2 separate regions of the Sander lucioperca genome follow, and region 2 is linked to region 1. A link is a contact called in public Hi-C data. All regions are on one chromosome and are shown on one strand. Each heading gives the region's core, a stretch centred on a gene start, on an enhancer-like site or on the middle of the called end of the contact. The rest is flanking DNA. Distances are from core to core; before and after follow the strand shown.

Region 1 (7,106 bases), core at 3,167-5,666:
AAAGTTGCAGGAGGTACAATTGACAGCGATCTAGACAATATATATATATATATATATATATATATATGTTTTAAATGTAAGATGTTGGGTTTTATTGAAATTGCGGTGCTGATTCAATGTCTTTTCAACCTCAACCAAAATGATAATTCGGATGGAAAATCAACATTGTTTCAATTATGTCTTGCTATCTGGGGAGGATGCACATATAATTTGGTGACCTTTGACCTCTGGAAGTTTTAATCACAGCTATATTTTTTTATATTTAATTTCAACAGCTGTCCCTAATGTCTTGGGAGGTGATTGTATGTAGCCTGTATTATACTATACTGTATTTTCCTGCAAAGGATTTCAACATCATGTATCAGCAGACAAGCTGACAGAGAACTGGAGCCACTGAACAGAGAAAATCCTCTCTATCGCCCCAAAAGAGAAGACGGGTGACCTTCTGAACGATCTTGAAGATCTCTCAGCAGGTATTTAAGTTTAATATTCAAATTACAGTTTCCTACGGGTCATGGAATTTCTGGAATGTCATGACATTTAAGAGGGCATGGAAAGTCAGGGAATTTTAGCATTTTTGTAGTAAAGTCAGTGCAAGGTCAGGGAATCTTTTTTGCATTTTGAAATTTATGATCTGTTTCAGTTTATTGTTATCATTGTTAAAACAAAATGTTGTTAGAGCAAACACAGACATAGTTTTCCAGTTGTTCACCCATTACTTAATACATAATTTAAATCTCCATAGATTATATATAATTTTGGCCTTAATTTTGTCACTCAAGCTTATGCCTGTAATGCCTGGTTTATTATCTGAAGTAAAGGTGTCTTATAAGGTTTTTTCTCTCTCTACAGGTTAGAACAAACATTGCTGAATACCTTACGAAAAGGACAAGCACAGAGGTCCCACATGTGCTTCTTCTTGGGGACAGGCATCACTTTTCGCAAGCCTTTGTTATAGTTCATGGACATGACTTGGAGCACCCATCTCTTCTAGGGGCAGTAGATGCCTGCTTTAAGGCTTTTTATGTTTTTGATGTACAGTATCCTAGACCTTGTGCCCAAGTGTGGGAGTTTTTGCAGACGATATACAGTATCCCTGGACATGTTAGACCATCAGTACAGATGATGCGAGCACAGTTTGTGGCACAGTGAGCTGCAAACTGTGCTCATAACGTTATGTACACACACAAAACAAATCACACACAAAAATGTTTGTTCAAAAAAAAATCATACACACACGTTTGTTTTCTTAAAAAAGAAAGAAAAAGTTTTTTTTTTTTTTTTTTAAATGTTTAAAAAAAATAATCACATACACATGTTTGTTTTCTTAAAAAAAGAATCATCCCATCGTTTACAGAATGATGCAAGCACAGTTTGCGGCTGCACATCCCTACAGATGATGATCATCGTTAGCCTACAGATGATGCGGTAGCAGTATGCACCCACACAAAAGTATTGTTTTTTTCTCATGTACCCACACACACACTTGTTTGTTTTTACTAGGTGTTAGGTGAATGTCTTTCATTTTACTTCTTCATTGTTAATTCTTTTACATGTATGGTGTTTTTAATAAATGAATTGTGTTAAAATCATATGGCTGTCTGTTTTCATAAATTGAAAACATGAAATGTCCTTTTAGCTTTTAAATATATAACATTGGTAATGGTTATTGGTTATGGAAGGTAATTGGTTATAAAAAAGCATTTCACTGCATGTATACTTTTCATATTTGAAAAGGTAAAGAATGTACAAACACAGACAATGACCTTTTAACTGAGTGAGTCATGCACTCAGTAATCCAGAATTTGTTTTTCCAACCCACTTTTTAGTAGATTTTACTTGGCTTTGTAGTTAATTTTAACCCATCTGTAGGTCAAACTCATAACCCACCGGTTGGGTCAACTCATAACCCAACAGTTGGGTCAACCCAACATTAACCAAGCGTTGGGTTGATGTAACCCAACGTTGGGCGTGTCCGTTTCTGACTCAGCGTTGGGTTATCAAATGGGTTATTTTTAACCCAGAATTTAAGTGTGTATAACTATGTTTTGTGTGGTTATGGGTTGTCAATGCCCATACTTTGTATAGGTCTAGTTTATGCAGTCTATGCTAATACCATACTCACAATTGAGAAATATCGATTGATTAGGCTACATTAGGATACACCTCTTTTCAAATTTTGTAAACTATACGCATGTTGGCCAATAAATCTTGAAATATTAGATTTGGTGATTTGATGAAGATTATGATGAGAGTAAGAAAAAGACCAATAACTGGACATGTCATTTGGCTTTTATAGTTGATATAGACCTACAATTTAATTGAGTAACATAAAAACAGGACCAACACATAGTTACTGAGACACTTGTTTTTAGTGAGGCTGTTGTTGGACTGAAAATAACACATCAATTGTGTTAAATTGTCCAATGCATGCAGTGTGTTAAGATATTTTTATGCATTTTTACACATCTTATGTTGATATTCACACAAAATGTGTAAAATGTGTAACAACACATTTTTTGTGTCATTTTTTAACACAACCCTTCTAAGAGTGATATAGGCAACATGTCCAGTTTGATGAGCACTTCCTGTTTCTGACTTGAACTATCAACAAATCAGGGACACACTTCCGCTTTCTGACCCGCCGAAGGGGAGAGGTTCATCCAATGCCAACTGCATGTGTATGACAGCCAATCTTAAATAAATTACATTTAAGGATTAAAATGTATCTGTATTTTCAACGTCTAATATCACATACAATGGCATAAGAATGACTAGATGACATGCCTGGAACCCTCCTTACCTCTTTTTGAGGCCTAAACTTTCTTTATCTGCATGTTTCTGAATATAAGTTCTGATCTATGACCAGTTCACTTCTTACATTATATTTTGTTGAATGATGTGGCCTAATAAATGACCCCACATCTTTATATTTAATACAGAAGCCTCACATGTACACATGCTGCCTTAACACTCTTTGTCCTTTTGCTTTCTACCTTACACACACACACACACACACACACACACACACACACACACACACACACACACACACACACACACACACACGAGCTTAAAAGACAATACCGTCAGGCTCCTCTGTCCAAGGTTTTGAGAAGTGGAAACTGGGGGACTCTTGTGCCTCTGTCAGATCTCTGAAGAAGTTTCCCAAGTTTTCGGTGAAAAAGTGTAGCAGTTTCTCCTCTCTCGGGCTGGGCAGGTTGTGGTTTGTGAGGCTGTGTCTGCGCTGCTTGTGTCACTTCTGTCAAGAAAGGCTTGTTCCTTTTTTTGTCAGTTTCCGCCGGGCGGAAATGTGAAAAGAGCTTTGACTGACAGGCTGTGTGATGCATAAAGGCAATGTTCGTGTGTGTGTGTGTGTGTGTGTGTGTATTCATAGCATATGTGGGAGGCTTGATAGATATTAAATGGACAGACAACACACATTATTGCTCTCCTCCCTCTTTGTCTTTTGTTTCCCTTTTCTTGAGAATTGCAAGCACACATACACTAGATTGATTAGTGATCATATTTCGTTTGTTGCATAATCAGCAATATAGTTTTATGGTGTGGGTTACGGATCCAAAATTTTAGCAGCAGCTTTTGTTGACGTGCAAAGTAAAGAATAAATAGGAAAATGTTTATCATTGAGAGCGAATAACTACATCTTCATCTCCACTTCTAAAATAGACAGCATATTGGTAGGCCTAATTATAATAATAGCCTAATAATATTACTAATAAATCCAGATTATCTTGATTTCATCACATATTAATTTGCTTACTTGTTTGATTGGGGGAAAATAATTCTAGAAACATGACCAAATGTTCCTGGCATTGTACGCCTAAAATCCGCAAGGGGGCGACATTTTCCTTCGGGGTGTCGTTATTGGGCAAAAACAGTTTGTACGAAGACCGACATACCGGTATATGAAAACTACACATGTAAACACTATGTTAAATAAAGTGTCAATACTCAGTGTATCTGGTCTCGTAATAATATTACGAGCCGAGCTATTTTTGTAGAATCGGTGATATATTAATTCTCCCACGTCCTGCTTACTTTTGTATTTACTAGTTTACTAGTATTTGCTTATTTGGTCGCCCAGTGTACCCATAGACTGTATATTCAGTCTATGAGTGTACCCTCGTCTTGTAATTCCAATATTTCCAACAGTCTTGAAGGAGGCGTGTGGTTGTTGGCTCCGGCTTTCTCATGCCATCTAAGTCGGGGGTTGACATTCAGTGTTAGATTTACAATAGAGCAGCGCTGGTCACGTTGTCGCATACCCTTTTCACTGATAATAATATTAATCCGTAAACACAGGCCTGGATACCGCACTAACGCTTATTGACACGTTTTAAAATGTGTTGTTTAGCGACAGCCAACTGGCAACCCTTATAAATGGTACATTCCACATGTGAAACTTCCATAACAAAAATGGCACATGAGAACTAACTGACATTTATCATCAGTGTTCGTACCGAAAACGAAACCTAACCACACGGTGTGGCTGACACTGATCCCCGTGAAGATGTAGTAACACGAACCGTTAGCCCCCTCGGCGTCACTCGGCATGGCACTGCAAATATCAGCTCTATTTTCATATATCAGAGCCCCGCTGTGCACTGGCCCTCTGTCCCGTGTCCGCGCTGACTTCCAGGGAGCCGGTGTCAAGTTCAAACACATTTTAACTCCTGGAAGCCTGCGGCTGGGAGGAAAGCCAGAAAAAAGTCCTGTCCGCGGCCATATTAACGCTGCCCTCCGAGCTGAGAAGTTTTCAACAACGACAGCAGCACTTTTGAAGTCCAACCAGGGGAACGCCTCCTCCTCACCCCGGGGGATGAGAGGTTGGCTAGGCAAGGTAGCCCTCGGTGCCGCCCTCGGAGTGAGCACAGTCGCTTTGGTCCATTCTCTCCACACCGGAACAGTTACTGCCATGGACCGCAAAGTTAAACTGAACTCCGCTGAGGGAGACTGGAAGGAGACCAAAGGTGAGACTGTTCAACCAAGGCCGAGAGGATTAAAATTGAATTTTTGCAATGGCTTCATGCAGTGTGCTTTGTCATCAAACTAAACACCTGTCCAGCTGTTTTTGCCTGAGTTGGCACAAGACAAAAGAATAAAAACTAGCTACCCTAAAAGAATAAAAACTAGCTACCCTATATGCTCTTAAAATGGATGATACCAAACAATTATCACAGCAACGCAGCAAGTCCATACAAACATTAGACCTGAAAGAGTAAAATTGGTTGTAGAGATTTGTCTTCTGTAATATCAAAGTAGAGTTTTATATTACACTATAAATTCAATATATAATACACAATGTAAGTCAGTACAAAGTAATGATATGCTTTTGGGTTGCACAATGATCATTTTAAATTCTTATCTAGCCCAAGATGATCTTTTGATTAAAAAAACTATTAATTTGATAATAATATGCAATGGAGAAAAGCAAGCAAATTAGTTGAGTTTAAGAAACTGCAACTCGCAAATATTTGTTTTTTCTTCTTTCTAAAAAATGAGTCATGCAATAAATCAGAAATCACTGTTGACTTAAAGGACAATTCCGGGCGCAAAACGAACCTAGGGGTTAACAACAGATGTGTACCCACTCTGTCGTTCTCTGGGACATGTTTTCATGCTATCAAATGAGTTTGGAGCTTGAACGAAACTAGCGCGGACCGCTGATTAGCTTACAACGCTAGTATTCGGGGCACAGGGAAAGTAAAAATAAATCGCTATTTTTCACAGCCTCGTACTTCGGGAAACCAGTCATGACTTACAGCTGGTGATGCAAACTAAAATCAAAAGCAATTTGCTCAATATATCTGAAATAATCGCAACGATGTAAAACATAACTTGTCTAGTGTACTTACTCAGTGGATAACTGTCCATCTGGTCCCTCCGGTCTGGGTCGCCATCTCCAATTTATTTTTGGGACATGGAAAAAAGTTTCAAGTACAGCCCTGTTTATCAGAGAGGGGAAATCTTCAGACTGTATAAAACACTGCGTCTCTTGGGTGTTGCGCCGTAACAGGTCCCACTCCTGTGGGACACTCCTGTTCGGTGGCCATAGCTTCACAATGTCCACAGGTACACCACCAGTTTCCTGAAGTATGAGGCTGTGTTGTGGCATTGACTACCGGTAGCTCTCTCTCTCTCCTAGCCCTTTCACAGAGCTCCCGCAGCTCTTCGTTCAATAAACTGTCCGTACACTTACAAAGTTCTCAATGCTTTGGTTAACATGTAGGGACCCTCACTATGCTACCGTTGAAGTGTGGTGATATTTTGAGCCTTTTTAGTGGTAGAAATAGCGATTTATTTTTACTTTCCCTGTGCCCCGAATACTAGCGTTGTAAGCTAATCAGCGGTCCGCGCTAGCTTCGTTCAAGCTACAAACACAATCGATTAGCATGAAAACATGTCCCAGAGAACGACAGAGTGGGTACACATCTGTTATTAACCCCTAGGTTCGTTTTGCGCCGGAATTGTCCTTTAACGCTTCAGCCCTAAAGTAAAGTAGGCTACCTTCTATCATATGTAAGCTTATGAAATGTTTCGCAGTATTTTGCTTGTCTTCATAAAGTAAATCTGTACTTAAGCAAACTGGAATTTGAGTGCAAAAGCTGCACAAAGACCATTAAGTACTTTTAGGGTACTGTAATCTTATAATATGCGTTAGGTTTTATGTAGGAATGTAAATGTTCATTAGGTGGGTATCATAGACCGTAAAAATAAGGTGGGTATGCATGAGCTATTTTTTTGTCTTCATCAAGCTTTTCTTCAGTCTGGTATGCAAAAAATACTATTTCTCTGTTCCTTAACGTAAATAAATACTTTACAAACTATTTATTTTATATCTAGCTAACCAATCACTGTCTTCCACTCTCTTTCTCTGTTGTCTCTATCAGACTTCTTGCTGTCTCTGTCTGAGACAGACAGGCGTGAGTACTACAGGACGTCTAACTTCGTGCCACTGGCCGACATCTCAGTCTGGACTCCCACCGCAGGTCAGACACCCAACATCAGTCAAAGTCACTGTCAAGATCATTCAGGGTTGGGTGGTGGTGCTGGTGAGACTTTACCGGAGTGATGCAAAGACATGA
Region 2 (7,106 bases), core at 3,115-5,614, 170 kb after region 1:
ATCAAACAGTCCAGTACCACAACTCTCCAGATGAGAAATTCTCATGCAACAGTGCATTTAAGCAGAGTGGATCAAATTTTAATGAGCCCGAGAAGCAGGCTGTAAGAATCAACATGCAATTATTTGCTAAAATAACTTGGCTTAGGTCAGACCAAATTAATCAGCTGTTCGGCAAATACGATGAAGATCTTGTCTGGTGAGAGAGAAAAGGTTTTATTCTGCAGAAGAAGTAATTCAGCGGAGATGACTAAAAGGGTTGCAAGCCTCATTTAATTATTCACTGGAAATGGTTGGCAAATATAAATGGGTCCTACATTTATGCCATCCTGTCACACAGGTTGTAGAACAATGCCAGGTTACAAAAGGGAATGTGATGAATGTTACATCAAATCTTATGTGAAGAACAGAACTAAGAGGCTTTTAGCAGCTCTGTTAGGCTGTACTGGCTCAAGGCTAATGCTAACATACTGATGTTAAGAAGGTATAATGTTTGCTGATGAACAATAAACACAAAGTAAATGTTAGTTTTGAAGGTATTTGGTCATTAAACAAAGAATTGGACAAATAAAACGTTGACCTGATGATTACATGTCAGGGGATGACCAAAGTGATGTCTAGCAAACCATCCAATAGTTATCGAGACATTTCAGTAAAAAACACAAAAGTTAATCTCATAGTGGCGCTAGAGGAAAAATCAAGGTATCACCAAAGTCAGTAGGAACAAGGATGTCTGTAGGATGTAAGATTTCATGGCAATCTATCCAATAGACCTCAACAGTCCCGCCCACAGCCGACTCCGGAAGTAAAAATCCCATTGATTTTCTCCATAAGGATTTAGAATATTAGTCATAATGTCTAAACCATCCGAGGTAGACTGACCCCAAGCTACGTGGTTGTGAAACGAAGGTTTCTGCTCCTGTAGAAGCTAGAAGTCCGTATGAAATCAACCTTGTTTTAAGAAGTTTTAATTGAGAAAAACTACACTACCCACAATCTTAAGCGTAACAGCAACGTCTCTGATTGGTCCAACTCACTGTTACCATAGAAACGTTTACCGTACCCGCGAAACTCTCTAGTTGAAATATTTCAACATCCCTATCTAAACAGCAAGTCTTACTTCGTTATTTTAATTATGCAATAGTTAGTTCATGCAGGACACGGAAGTCATACGCCCGGTTTTCAGTGTCTTGCTTTGGGCCCACTCTTGTATACTGATTGGGGTTTTCTGCATTGCGCTCCCTGTTTCAGCTAAGCATGCTGCTTGGCTAATCCAGGGAGCATTATGAAGAGTGGAGCTATCAGCGCCAAGCATAACTGTATTTTCATCTGTTTCAATAAACGGTTAAATCTTAAATGGTGTTATGATCCTGTTTTTGGTTTTGTTGTTGGTTTTGTTGTGTTTGTTTTTCTCTTCTCTCCTTCTCCTCTGCAGAGCATGTGTGTGGCAGGGGGCGTGGCTGGCTTCTCCAGGCAGCAGACGAAGCACACCTGCTTCCATTCACCTCATCACCCACTCCATATAAGCCTGGTCTTCACTCCACCACTCTGCCAGATAATTCTGTCATGTTCAGTAGTGCGCGTCCTTCGCCTGATTTTCTACCAGCGAAAGGAATTTTTGCATCGGACCTCTGCCTTTTCCTGTCGACTTACTTGTAGTTGTTTTGTATACACAGCACTACAAGCGTGCCACGCTGTCGATCCTGTTCCTGTGTTTCCACACAGGTTTTTCCACTCTGCCTCCAAGAACATCTCCAGTCAGCCAGCTCCCTGCCACCTCTGCTCCTGCCAGCCAGGAGCAGAGGTGCCAACCAGCTCCCGTGCTCTGCTTTGTAGGGCTGTGTTCGATTGAAGAAATTCTTAGTCGACTAACACTCATTCAATTTTATCGACTAATCGATTAGTGATTTAATCGACAGATCTGTAAATCTGAGTTTCTCCGCAAAGAGTCATGCAAAAGCACCATTTTAATTCTTGTGTTTACCAGAGATGTGCTCGTATGTTTCTTGGAAATAAGTCATTCAGCATGAAAAAAGCATAAAACATGACTAATCGACTAAAGAAATCTTAGTTGACTAAGACCAAAACGATCGATTAGTCGACTAAGAGGGAGCAGCTCTACTGCTTTGGGGTCCAACACTTGTAACAAATGGTTCTTCACTGAAAATGTTTTTTAGTTTAATTGGAGGGGCCCATTTCTACATTTTTTTTTTAAACTTATTAAAAGCCAAGGCCAATTTCTGCAACTAACTGCAAGGTTACACACGTTTATTATTTCAGTTTTCTCCATTGGCTGGAATTTAGCACTGTTTTATTTTAATTTTACAATGAAGTTCAAATGGGCGTCTTGCGTTACAGATTGACTGGGAAATGTCCTCACATGTTCATCATATAAGTTCTTATTTTCCCTAGCAGTCTGCTTTATGGCTGCAAAGCAACGAAGCAAGAAAATCTTGATCAATCTTACATGACCCTCATGATCTCATTGAGGAAAATCCCATTGGTCAGCCTCATGTAACGATCCCGGACACTCTGGGAAATTGAGTTGACTTCCATGTACTGGCTGTAAAGCGGGAAGCCGTCCTCCCTCTCCACCATCTTTTCAAACAGCTGAACCTGTGAGAGACAGAGAGAGATTGTGTGTGTGTGTGTGTGTGTGTGTGTGTGTGTGTGTGTGTGTAGAATAGTGTGGAGAATAGTGTGGCCAATGAGTGTGTACCAGGACATGGACAAGGAAGACAGAAGCAGAGAGAGAGAGAGAGAGAGAGAGAGAGAAGGAGGGAGATGGAGAGGTGCAAACATTTTCACACAGGAAGCTGCTTGAGTCGGTGCACCTGTCTGGACAGGTGGGCTCTGTGCTCCCACACTGGGAAGCACTTCACAGTGACAGGCAGCCAAGCAGGATGGCAGCCAAGGTCTCTCTCTGCTAAGAAGAGCTGTGCCAATGCAAACTGCAATATAATGAGGTTTATTCCCACCTGCACCTTCTAAAAACTGCACTGTCGGTTAACAGAGTAACAAGCTCGAGTTGGATCAGCTGATAAGGTGAGGTAGAGCAGCTTGAGACGCTGTGCGACAGTGTGAACAGGGTGCGGATGTCCAACATATTGTGAAGCAGGGTGAAAGCTCAGTGATTAATCAACCTGCTGAAGTGCCCTTGAGCAAATAGTAAACCCCTGCCAGCTGCAGGCATCCTGATGAACCTGGCCACTGACTCCCTCTTTGGTGTAGGGCAACAACAAAGAAAATAACCCTTCAAGGTTCTGCACAGTATCACATTATATTGTAAATACTGTTCATTGACCAGAATGGGGGAAAATCTCCATGGGCTGATTGGTTTCCCATGTGGAAAACCCAGCTGGAAATTCAGTCTGTTACAAATACAACACATCTTCATCTGGATTTAGTGAGACTATATTCTCTTGAATACACAGTAGATAAAAGCCCAAGGACACGGAAGTATCAAGGCTTAGGAGAAGAAACAAAACTGGTCATTAAGAGGCAAGGGAAGCTGCCAAAAGGAGAAGTAGGGTGTTTGTTTTGCTGTAGCTACAAAACAGCCAGAAAGCAGTATCAAGGCTATGTTTTGCTGTTTATTCAACTCCTACTTTTACAGTTATTTGGGTGAATAGAAATGGAAAGCAGGCTTCTCTAAAAGATACAATGTCATAAGTATTTGTGACTGGAAATAATGTTTTATTGCATTGTCCAAAGCGGATTTCTACACAGTTTCCACAGAAGCCGCCTGTTTTATTCTCCTTTCTCTGCCTCTAGAAATGATGACCTTTTCTCTAACTGGAAGTGATAAATGATAAATGACGTACCCATTGCACCAACGCACTTTCCATGAATTCCTCTATTATCTCCATAATGTTAGAGTCCATTGTTATGTTACGAGAGCTGTGAAACACTACAGAAGACTAATTAAAAAGATGATCAACACTAAGTTCTAGAATCCATCTTGCTTCAAGTGAAGTAGGCTAGTTTGACGTTTCTGCGGCCCTTCCCCTCCCTCCACCTCGCTGTCTCTTCCTCTATGACTATGTGACAGTTTCATTGCAAAACCACACCGGAATTTTCAAAACGCACGTTGCTTCTTTTTTTCTTTTTCTTTTTTTGAGCCGACATCTTTACACGCCCTCCACACATTGGCTAACATACACAGATAATCTAATCTTGATTTGGACACTGGAGATTTAGGGCTCGTTTTATGTTGTATGCTTTAAAAACGATATGACAACATAACCAATTTTTCATATTTGACACATCTGAATGAATGCCATCTATTATTTCAAACGGCTATATGGTAATGTTGGCTTTTGTGTTATTTCTGCTCAATAACTTACAGGTTTTTCCGGTGAAAATGACGAAGGTTTTGACTGCAGTTAATACTTAAAGTTGTCAGAGCTGTAGTGTTGTCACTGTTGCTCCATGTCCACACAAATAACTTAAAAATGCAAGCCACATTTAAACACTGTGCAATAGCGAACCCTGGCGGTTTAAAATTAAAGTTCCTAATTGCCCATTTAAAAATGATGCATTACATCATTATTTCCATAACAAAATCGCTGGGAGGAAGTGTAACCAAGCAGCCCTACTTTTATTTAGGTGCTGCATTTCCTGTACTCTTCTTGCAGGTCTATGTCTGTATCTGCAGTAGCCTACAGTATGTGTCAATTTGCAGTGGTGGAATGTAACTAAGTACATTTGCTCAAGTATTTTACTTAAGTACACATTTGAGGTACTTGTACTTCACTTGAGTCTTTTCAGGCCACTTTCTACTTTCTACCCGAGGAAAATGCACTTTTTACTCCACTACATTAATCTGACAGCTTTTGTTAGCCTACTTGTTACTTTACAAATTAAGATTTTTGCATGTAAAACACATGTAGTTTATAAAATACAATGTTTTATTATATCCAACTGAAAGGCTTATCCGATTATACACTTAGTTGATTGACAGAACTGTTGTTGATTTTTCTGCATTAAGTACTTTTACTTTTAAAACTTTAAGTAGGCTACATTTTCCTGATGATACTTACTTTTACTTAAGTAATATTTTCAATTCAGGACTTTTACTTGTAACGGAGTATTTTTTACACTGTGGTATTAGGACTTTTCCTTAAGTAAAGGGTCTGAATACTTCTTCCACCACACTGTCAATTTGTAGAGACTCATTCTAGCTGTGATGTGGGTTTATTGTTGCCATGTAAACATCATTATGAATGTGGTATGTGTACACTTGTATGTTCTCCTTTGTATGTAGGCCTACACAAATGGTCCATAATATGTGTCATCTTTCACTTAATTACCCTCCTGGGAATTCTATTTTAATTTTATTTTTGGGGTTTTGTTTTCATTAATTCATTCACTTTGTTTTTTTCGTATTTGTCTAAGAAAACTACAGCAAGTAACCTTCTATCTCCCATTGTCCTGTACTGTAATGTTAATAGTTGGATTATTACAGGTAATATTTTTAAAAGATGTGACTAAGCCTGAAAACTTTCATCCGCACTCTTTTATCAGCTTCTGTTTTTTAATGAAAGAAATATGTATTTCTGCGACCACTTAAAGCATGTTTATCTGCTAAAATGAAACATTCATTAACCTTATTACGTGACAGTGTTTTATTTAAGAACACATTTGGATAGCTAGGGCAGATCACAATGTTATATTATTTGCAAAAAAAAAAAGCATTTACAAACGGTTTTGCTTTCAAAAATAACTTCCAACATGTTGCATCAGTGTGCTGTTTCTGTCCCTGTATGACAGAGTGTGTTCCTGTGTGCTGATGCTGCTTGTGCAGCAGTTTTGGGATTAACCACACCGGGATTATCAGATTGTTTCCGAGCTGTCACAATAGACAAGATGACAGTTTCATATAGGGCACCACACTCACACTCATGCACATATATACACACACACACACACACACACACTTAATCCAACTCTCCTTGCTGAACTCAGATAACCCATACTTAGGAAAAATTCCCTACTCTATTATATTACATGTAAAAAAGCCCACACTGCAAAACAGTTAAAACTTCTACCTTTAATATATAATTCATGTGCCATTTTAACAGCTTCCTAAGCATTTCATTGCAGTTCAGTACAAACACTACAGCCCTGGGATGAATATTACAGTGCACATGTGAGGACCTTAAGCATTGTGCGAATTGTGACTTTGCCAAATTAGAGCCAAATGTCAAAAAGTGTTAAATATGTGTCTGTTGGTGTGTGTGACAGCTACACCACTTTAAACTGAATGTTCTCTCTTCTAGTTACAACAAAAAGTAGCCTACTATCTCCTGAGCAGATTCTTTGATGGTTACACATTGATGAGGTCCTGCATAGAGGAGTTTGTTTTGGTGTCTGTGGAGGGCCTGATAAGATTCCCTATTTGTTGCCTTGTTTTGGCCATGTGCGAGACAGCTGTGGCTGCTGCATTGGTGAAGCGTAACTCAAACCTAACATGTCAAAACTCAACTGGTGTTGTACCTGCCACCTGCCAACTCACACAACTCACACAACTCACACAACCAAGAAATCTCAAACACATCCCCCCTGAATCCCTTTCACCACAGCTCTTATTTAAATAATGTCTCCCCTCTAACTGGCAGGAGTAGGGGACGCAGTCTTCTCAGCTTTCTCGGCATCTGCAGCCTCAGAGGACCCTTCGGCAGCGTTGGGGTCAACCTGCCCAAACTTTAGCATCTTCAGGGCATTGGCTTTGAGGTCCTCAATGGTTTCCTTCACACCCTTCTCCAGGAGATAACCCTCACTGTCGCCCTCTGGGTCCTCCAGAGCCATAGCTCCTTCCACGGCCGTCTGCAGGTACCGCAGGCTCAGACAAACGGACAGCTGGACAGAAAAAAAGCAATCAAGATCATGTAAAAGCTTCATTTCATTTGGTGTTTGTTACCTAATGAGATGGTCAAATGGTTTGATCGGATCACAAAAACTGATGTCCTAAGAATTAAAACGATCATATCAATGATTATGTTTTGCTGCAGGATTGCACGCATGAAGATTAGAATCAGTATTACAAACATTCACACTTTTATAGGATAATGGGTTAGGGACTGTACGAAAATTATTATTACTTTTAT

The links. A called contact is a pair of places that touch in the nucleus more often than the background predicts.
Region 2: a contact with region 1 is called in a Hi-C map of liver, with 7 times the contacts expected there. The contact joins the promoter of ccdc88b here to the promoter of macrod1 in region 1. A contact is called at or near these places in 2 of 2 Hi-C or Micro-C datasets (liver and muscle).

The regions. Positions count from the first base shown.
Region 1 is chr1:30,621,814-30,628,919 of SLUC_FBN_1.2, forward strand. macrod1 (ADP-ribose glycohydrolase MACROD1) reads left to right here and starts at 4,417. Exons shown (of 9, transcript XM_031303028.2): 1 at 4,417-4,991; 2 at 6,912-7,010. The coding sequence starts at 4,574. It overlaps fermt3b (fermitin family homolog 3b), which reads right to left and starts at 3,272. Exons shown (of 17, transcript XM_036002102.1): 1 at 3,088-3,272.
Region 2 is chr1:30,793,801-30,800,906 of SLUC_FBN_1.2, forward strand. ccdc88b (coiled-coil domain containing 88A) reads right to left here and starts at 4,365. Exons shown (of 28, transcript XM_031303268.2): 1 at 4,344-4,365; 2 at 2,465-2,613. The coding sequence starts at 2,595. It overlaps rom1b (rod outer segment membrane protein 1b), which reads right to left. Exons shown (of 5, transcript XM_031303269.2): 5 at 5,613-6,858. The coding sequence ends at 6,607.